2 separate regions of the Mus musculus genome follow, and region 1 is linked to region 2. A link is a contact called in public promoter capture Hi-C data. All regions are on one chromosome and are shown on one strand. Each heading gives the region's core, a stretch centred on a gene start, on an enhancer-like site or on the middle of the called end of the contact. The rest is flanking DNA. Distances are from core to core; before and after follow the strand shown. Region 1 holds the start of Hspb1 (heat shock protein 1). Region 2 holds the start of Vgf (VGF nerve growth factor inducible).

The links. Capture Hi-C pulls out chosen DNA fragments and counts their contacts.
Region 1: a contact with region 2 is called in a promoter capture Hi-C map of liver. The contact joins the promoter of Hspb1 here to the promoter of Vgf in region 2. A contact is called at or near these places in 1 of 39 promoter capture datasets (liver), 1 of 115 datasets of contacts at active chromatin or transcription factors (pancreatic cancer cells) and 1 of 9 other capture datasets (liver).

What each region holds. Positions count from the first base shown.
Region 1 is chr5:135,885,040-135,889,190 of GRCm38.p6, forward strand. It overlaps Hspb1 (heat shock protein 1), which reads left to right and starts at 2,880. Exons shown (of 3, transcript NM_013560.2): 1 at 2,880-3,395; 2 at 4,010-4,073. The coding sequence starts at 3,020.
Region 2 is chr5:137,028,693-137,033,184 of GRCm38.p6, forward strand. Vgf (VGF nerve growth factor inducible) reads left to right here and starts at 1,603. Exons shown (of 2, transcript NM_001039385.1): 1 at 1,603-1,769; 2 at 2,274-4,492. The coding sequence starts at 2,294. The coding sequence ends at 4,147.

The DNA.
Region 1 (4,151 bases), core at 1,630-4,129, 1.1 Mb before region 2:
TACGACATTCCTGTTGTATGTGGTGGCAAGTGACTATGATCCCAGCACTTCAGAGATACAAACAGGAAGATCAGGAATTAGAGTCATTCCTGGCTACTTAGAGAATTCTAGACTACTCGGGGCTACATGAGACCATATTCTCAAAAAACAAAACAAACAATCAAACAAAGGACAAAACCAAAGGAACAGAAAACAAAACAAACAAGGGCCTCGGAAGATCCCAAAGTGGATAAAGAACTGACTGCGCAAGCATGGGGACTGAGTTTGGGTCCGCAGTGTATAAACCGAGGACATGATGAGAGAGTACAGCCGGGGGCATCTGCAAGAGTCCAGAACTGATATGGCGGGCAGATTGGGCATGGACAATAGTTGAGAGAGAGCCGGGTGGTGGTGGCACACGCATTTAACCCCAGCACTCGGGAGGCAGAGGCAGGCGGATTTCTGAGTTCGAGGCCAGCCTGGTCTACAGAGTGAGTTCCAGGACAGCAGGGGCTATACAGAGAAATCCTGTCTCAAAAAAACAAAAAACAAACAAAGCAAAGAGAGATGAGGCAAAGAAAACCAAGAGAGAGGGATGTGAGAGAGAGAGAGAGAACCAAGAGAGAGATGAGGGAGAGAGGACCAAGAGAGAGGGATGAGGAAGAGAGGACCAAGAGAGCACATACAGGGATGAGAAGCTGGGAGAGGGGAGCCCCAAGAGCTGGAGAAGTTTGGGGTAAGGGACAGGGTGAGAAGGGCTGAGAAGAGTATTCCTATTGCCATGAGCCCCCAGGCCAGGGTGCTCTTTGGTATGCTAATAGACACCACAGATAGCCCTTTGACCCCAGTTTCTTTTGTACTTAACACACAGCAACCCACATAAAAACTGAGGGTGGCCCCATGTGATGCTGCTTGCCTTTAAGCCGGGCTCTCTGGAGGAAGAGGCAGGCCAATCTGTGAGATCCAGGCCAGCTTAGTCTAAAGAGTTCTAGAACAGCCACAACCACACAGAAAACAAAACCAAAAAAGAGCTGAGTGTGGCCTGTGCCTCCTGTCCGAGCAAGCGCTGGGGTGGGGCAGTTGCAGAACCAGGAGGATACTAGGGGATACCTACTCATCCAGCTTGCAGGTTCCAGGTTCGATGTCTCCTGAGAGATGGTCTAATGGTTAGAGGCACTGCCTGCCCTTCCTATAGTACTGTCTTAGTCAGGATTTCTATTCCTGCACAAACATCATAACCAAGAAGCAAGTTGGGGAGGAAAGGGTTTATTCAGCGGACACTTTCCACATTGCTGTTCATCACCAAAGGAAGTCAGGACTGGAATTAAGCAGGTCAGAAAGCAGGAGCTGATGCAGAGGCCATGGAGGGATGTTTCTCACTGGCTTGCTTCCCCTGGCTTGCTCAGCTTGTTCTCTCGCTCTCTTTCTCTCTCTCTCTTTTTTTTTGGGGGGGGGTCTTTTCTAGACAGTGTTTCTCTGTATAGCCCTGGCTGTCCTGGAACTCACTCTGTAGACCAGGCTGGCCTCGAACTCAGAAACCCACCTGCCTCTGCCTCCCAAGTGCTGGGATTAAAGTCGTGCACCACCACCACCTGGCCCAGCTTGCTCTCTTATAGAACCAAGACTACCAGCCCAAGAATGGCTCCACCCACAATGCCCCCCCCCCCCCGATCTCTAATTGAGAAAATGCCTTATAGCTGGATCTCATGGAGGTATTTCCTCAAAGGAGGCTCCTTTCTCTGTGATAACTCCAGCTTGTATCAATTTGACACTAAACCAGCCAGTACAAGTATCCAGGTTCAAATTCTAGCACCCACCTGGCATTCCAATTTCTGATACTCTCTGTAACTCAAGATCTAACACTCTCACACAGACATTCATGTAGGCAAAACACTGATACACATTATATATATATATATATATATATATATATATATATATATATATATAATAAAAAAAAAAAGCGGCCGGGTGTGGTGGGGCACGCCTTTAATCCCAGCACTCCGGAGGCACGGGCAGGTGGATTTCTGAGTTCGAGGCCAGCCTGGTCTACAAAGTGAATTCCAGGACAGCCAGGGCTATACAGAGAAACCCTGTCTCGAAAAACCAAAAAAAAAAAAAAAAAAAAAAGCATCAAATAGCCCAGCGGTGGTGATGCACACCTTTAATCCCAGCACTTGGGAGGCAGAGGCAGGCGGGTTTCTGAATTCGAGGCCAGCCTGGTCTACAAAGTGAGTTCCAGGACAACCAGGGCTATGCAGAGAAACATTGTCTTCAGAAAAAAAAAAAAAAAAAAAAAAAAAAAAGCAAAGCAAAACAAAACAAAAAAAAAGCATCAAAATAAAAAAAGAAAAATCCTACTTCAGAGAGAGAGAGAGAGAGAGAGAGAGAGAGAGAGAGAGAGGAGAGAGGAGAGAGAAAGAGAGAAAGAAGAAAGAAAGTCAGTTTCTGGGTCAGAAAGATACTCAGTGAACACTAAGGCGCCTGCCACGAAGCCTTTGCTCCCCAGGAGATACACTATAGAAGACAGCTATCTTGCCGGTGTCATGAGACCTCCACAGGTGTGCCATGACATGTGTGTTCCCACGGGCCTCCTTCTGGTTCAGACCAGGTTCAGTTGCTTCCCAGTTGCGACACAAAAGACCTAACCTCTCCTGGTTATTCTCAATAAAAAATGGGGCTGGCCCCAGGCCACCGCCCTTCAGCCAGCAGTGTCCTAAACCCGACAGTGGGAATCGCTCCAGCTACCGGTATTACGCCGTCATTTGTTTTCTTCAACAAGAGAAGTTTCCAGATGGGGGCAGAACCTTCCTGGCCCCGCCTGCCCGCCCCCTTTGCAAGCTTAGGGGGAGGAATGCAGAGGGGAGGGGCGGCGAGGGGCGGCCCCTGAGACGGTCATTGCCATTAATAGAGACCTGAAGCACCGCCTGCTAAAAATACCCGGCTGGGCACACATAAAAGCACGCTGGGGCTCCAGTCCGGCACTTCTCGGATCCTCAGCCCAGTGCTTCTAGATCCTCAGCCTTGACCAGCCAAGAACATGACCGAGCGCCGCGTGCCCTTCTCGCTGCTGCGGAGCCCGAGCTGGGAACCATTCCGGGACTGGTACCCTGCACACAGCCGCCTCTTCGATCAAGCTTTCGGGGTGCCCCGGTTGCCCGATGAGTGGTCGCAGTGGTTCAGCGCCGCTGGGTGGCCCGGATACGTGCGCCCGCTGCCCGCCGCGACCGCCGAGGGCCCCGCGGCGGTGACCCTGGCCGCACCAGCCTTCAGCCGAGCGCTCAACCGACAGCTCAGCAGCGGGGTCTCGGAGATCCGACAGACGGCTGATCGCTGGCGCGTGTCCCTGGACGTCAACCACTTCGCTCCGGAGGAGCTCACAGTGAAGACCAAGGAAGGCGTGGTGGAGATCACTGGTGAGTTTCCCTTGTGCCCAGAGGGGACGAAGCTGCCGAGGCGAGAGTGGTGGCTGGGGGGCTGAGGGTGGGGGCTGAAACCCTGAGGAATAGAACCCTGAGAAGTTAGAAATGAACCTAGGGACCCGGAGCCCGCATCATTCTCCTTTGCCTGCTTCTCTTGCCCCGGAACGCGGGGTGCAGGTTGCTCTTAAAAGCTCTGTCATCTTCGATGATATGGACCAACAGCTGGGGATGTAGCTCAGGGTAGAGCTTCGCCTGGCCTGCCGGGAGGCCTTGAGGCTTTGCGTTCCACCCGCAGCACAGAAACAAAATGAAGGAAGACCCAACACACCTTCTGGAAGACCTCATTCCCAAATAAGCAAGCGGCAGGATCAGGGTCCCTAGACCCAGCCGCAGAGGCTTTGAGTATACCTACCCTGGTATCCAAGTCTGGGTCAGAGCCAAGCCCTTCGCATCCCAAATCTCAGAAGGGAAGTTTCTGGAAAGTTTTAAGATTCCAGACAGTCAGGCACCCCGCCGCACTCGGGTTTGTTTGCCTCCCTGGGGGGTCCCAGCCACTCCTTAGCTAGGACAGCAGAGGGCTGCTTCTGACCTTCTGTCCCCACCCACAGGCAAGCACGAAGAAAGGCAGGACGAACATGGCTACATCTCTCGGTGCTTCACCCGGAAATACACGTGAGTTCTGATTCCTTGCATGGAGGGCGGGGAGGTGGGGGGGAGGGGGAGCGGACCCAGGGCGGAGGGCGAAGAGCC
Region 2 (4,492 bases), core at 353-2,852:
TGTGTGTGTGTGTGTGTGTGTGTGCCCGCGCGCGCGCCCTCGCGCGTGCACGAGCTAGGGGCTTAAAATGAGGGTCAGTAACAGGATGGTATGAGGGGGCTGACTCTGAAAGAGGTTCTGAGACCCTCCAGATGCCCTCCCCATTCTGGTTTCCAAAGTGTCAGGGTGCGGGGGGGCTTTGCGTGTGCCTATAAGCACCCCTGTGTCCGCAGTCCTTGTGTGTCTGGTGTGTGTCATTGTCCCCCCCCTTTCCCTGCCCACGCCCCCGCACTGCTCTCCGCCTGCACCGCAGCCCCCTCCAGCCTTCCTCCCTCCCCTTCATTCCTGCAGTAGCAGCTCCCGGGGCCACCTTTCCCTCTCCTCTACCCCCTCCCCATTTCCGTCCTCCCATCCCACCCCCGCCCACGTCTGGTCTCCCTTCACTGGACCCGGCTGGCTGATAGATTTTCTGCGCAATCTCTGCGTCATCGCCCCCCACTCCCGGAACCTCTAACTGTCCAAGCCCCCAGCCCCAACCCCTCTGGGCAGGAGATACGGTCGAAGGGTCTGATGGCTGAGAGGGTCCATCTCTGACGTTGCAATTCACCCCCCCCCCCCGGTCGCGTTCAGACCTCCCCTTTAAGCGGTAGAGAGAAATGGAGTTGAGTCACCCTCTCCACCTGCTCAACCCCCTCCCCACCTGGTCTGCTCTCGCCCTCCAAATGTCCTTGGGTGGGGGCTGTGGGGGAGAGGGAGACAGGCTGAAGGGTGTGGGAGAGTTGGATTAAAAGGGGGCACAACAGGAACCCCCTAACAGCCACAGCAGAGCCCGCTGGCCAGAAGGACAGACACACCTTTTTTTCCCCAACCCCTTCAGACACGAACTGGTTTGAACAGACACGACCCAAAGGCACACACATCGTCAATCTTTCCCTTTTCTCTCTCGACTAGGACCCTTTCCAAGGTGATTACCCAAACCGCAAGATCCACCCATCTGCGCTGACCCTGGGCGGGCATCCCGCACCGCAAATCCACCCCCTCCTCTCAGGTTCAAGTTGTCCTTGGGCGTGCTCCCTATAGACCATACTGTGGCGGAGTAGGGAGCCAGGCCCCTTCCCCTTTCAAACCCTTACCGTCCCCCCATCCAGTACTGATCTTTTACTGGCGCCCAATTAGATGCTGGCGGTGCCCTCTTCCTATTCTGCTCAGCAACGCAGGCTCCGCGCCGCAAGTGCTTTGTAACCCACCCTCCCGCCTTCTGGTTCCTCTGTACCCACCCTTCCATTCATTTTTACATTCATTCATTCATCCTTTTCTCCTCGTCCCTCCTTCATTCATTCATAGCCCCCTGCCCCGCCCGCCTCGACATTTCATTCATTCATTCATTCATTCATTTCCCGGAGCTCGGCTAGCGCACGCCCCTCTAGCCGAGGGCCCTACTGCGCAGGTGCAGGCCGGGAGCGACGCTTATCCTCCAATCATTGGACTTTCACCGTCCACCAGACACCCGCCCGCTTCCCCATGAATGAACATTGACGTCAATGGGGCGGGGCTATCCCACGTGACCCCGCGCGCTCCCCTTTATAAGGCAGAGGCGGCGCGGGCGCTGTCCAGCGTGCTGAAGCCGGAGCGAGAGCGCTGTTGCTGACCCAGCTGAGCCCAGCTTCTAGGACGCCAGCCCTCGACCATCGCTCATACTCCAGCCACGGAACAGAGCCAAGGCGGACCGGTCCCGACTTTCCCCCTGCCCCGACCCTCCTCTCCACCTCCCGCCGTCGTGACACCGGCTGGTAAATACTCCGCTGTCCATCCCTCCAACCCTCTTCACTCGTGGGCGTGAAGGGAGGATTTTCTTTCCATATGGGGTATTGAGAGCATAGCGGTGTGCCCCCGGGAAGGGTCTTTGGTAAAAGGGGAGTCTCTGCTTTTTTGTCGCTGATGAAGTCACCCACGCACCATCCGGGGAGTCCTGTGGGGAGGGAACAGATCCCCCCTCCCGCTTATCATTGCTGCTTAGTACGCGGGCGCTGGCTGAGAGATGACTTAGGGAAGGGGGCGACAGGAGGTACTGGGTACCCAGAAGGAGGATTGCGGGCGTTCTCTGCCCATTTGCACGACCCCAGAGATCGCCACATCTTTCTTGTTCTCTGCTAAACGTTTCTTTTCGGGTAAGGTTAGAGAAATGAGGGAAACCCCGGATTTCCTGCTTAAAGGTGGGGGGAGGGAAAGCAGAAATAGAAAGCGGGGAGTTCTTATAGAAATCCTCTATTTCTTTGATTTCTTCTATTTTTCAGTCTCTGGCAGCCCGTTGGTCATGAAAACCTTCACGTTGCCGGCATCCGTCCTCTTCTGCTTCCTTCTACTGATCCAGGGGTTGGGAGCAGCGCCCCCCGGGCGCCCCGATGTTTTTCCTCCTCCCCTCAGCTCTGAGCATAATGGGCAGGTAGCTGAGGACGCAGTGTCCCGGCCAAAGGATGACGGCGTACCAGAGGTCCGAGCTGCTCGGAATCCCGAGCCTCAGGACCAGGGAGAGCTCTTCCAGGGCGTGGATCCCCGGGCGCTGGCCTCGGTACTGTTGCAGGCACTGGACCGTCCGGCCTCGCCCCCGTCGGTCCCGGGAGGTTCCCAGCAGGGAACACCCGAAGAAGCAGCAGAAGCTCTGCTGACCGAGTCCGTGCGCAGTCAGACCCATAGCCTCCCGGCACCAGAAATCCAAGCGCCCGCTGTGGCCCCCCCTCGCCCTCAGACTCAGGACCGCGATCCCGAGGAGGACGACCGCTCAGAAGAGCTGGAGGCGCTAGCATCCTTGCTCCAAGAACTTCGAGATTTCAGTCCGAGCAATGCTAAGCGCCAACAAGAGACGGCGGCAGCAGAGACTGAAACCCGCACGCACACGCTGACCCGAGTCAATCTGGAGAGCCCCGGGCCAGAGCGCGTGTGGCGCGCTTCCTGGGGAGAGTTCCAGGCGCGCGTTCCGGAGCGCGCTCCTCTTCCGCCCCCGGTCCCTTCCCAATTCCAGGCTCGAATGTCCGAAAGCGCTCCCCTTCCCGAAACTCATCAGTTCGGGGAAGGAGTGTCCTCCCCTAAAACACATTTAGGTGAGACTTTGACACCCTTATCCAAGGCGTATCAAAGTCTAGGTGGCCCCTTCCCTAAGGTGCGCCGGCTCGAGGGCTCATTCCTGGGCGGCTCCGAGGCAGGAGAGCGCCTGCTTCAGCAAGGATTAGCTCAGGTAGAGGCAGGGAGGAGACAGGCGGAGGCCACCCGGCAGGCCGCGGCGCAAGAAGAGCGGCTGGCCGATCTCGCCTCCGACCTGCTGCTCCAGTATCTGTTGCAGGGCGGAGCCCGGCAGCGCGATCTCGGGGGTCGCGAGCTGCAGGAGACGCAGCAAGAGCGGGAGAACGAGAGGGAGGAGGAGGCAGAGCAGGAGAGGCGAGGTGGTGGGGAGGACGATGTGGGGGAAGAGGATGAGGAGGCGGCGGAGGCGGAGGCGGAGGCAGAGGAGGCGGAGAGGGCGCGGCAGAACGCACTCCTGTTCGCCGAGGAGGAGGACGGGGAAGCCGGAGCCGAGGACAAACGCTCCCAGGAGGAGGCGCCAGGCCATCGGCGGAAGGATGCTGAGGGGGCAGAGGAGGGCGGGGAGGAGGATGACGACGACGAGGAGATGGATCCGCAGACGATCGATAGTCTCATTGAACTGTCCACCAAACTCCACCTGCCAGCAGACGATGTGGTCAGCATCATCGAAGAGGTGGAGGAGAAACGGAAGCGGAAGAAGAACGCCCCTCCCGAGCCGGTGCCGCCTCCCAGGGCTGCCCCAGCCCCGACCCATGTCCGCTCTCCGCAGCCCCCACCTCCCGCCCCAGCCCGGGATGAGTTGCCGGACTGGAACGAAGTGCTCCCACCCTGGGATCGGGAGGAGGATGAGGTGTTTCCCCCGGGGCCCTATCACCCCTTCCCAAACTACATTCGGCCGCGGACACTGCAGCCGCCCGCATCCTCCCGCCGCCGTCACTTCCATCACGCGTTGCCACCTGCGCGCCACCATCCGGATCTGGAGGCCCAGGCCAGGCGCGCGCAGGAGGAAGCGGACGCGGAGGAGCGCCGGCTGCAGGAGCAGGAGGAGCTGGAGAATTACATTGAGCACGTGCTGCTGCACCGCCCGTGACCCGCCCCGGCCCCGCCTCCGCGCGCTCGCTCCCAGCTGCGCGCGCCACCACGCCCCCCTCCGTGTCGCTCCTCCTCCCTCTCAGTGTTTGCATGCGCCCTGGCTCCGCCCCTCGGCTGCCGCCCGGCCCCGCCCCACAAGGCCCCGCCTCGGGTTCTGTCGGCACCGGACCTGTCAGACTTCCCTGGGGTCTGCAGTCTAGAACACACAAAACTCGCAGGCAATCCCGGGGCCAGCCCAGGCGGGTGTGTGGTTTGTGCGAGTCCCCTTATATCCCCACTTCCTCCAGGGGCCTCGTCCCCATCTAGTTTCTCTAGCGACTTCCCAGTCCCAGACGGGAAAGGC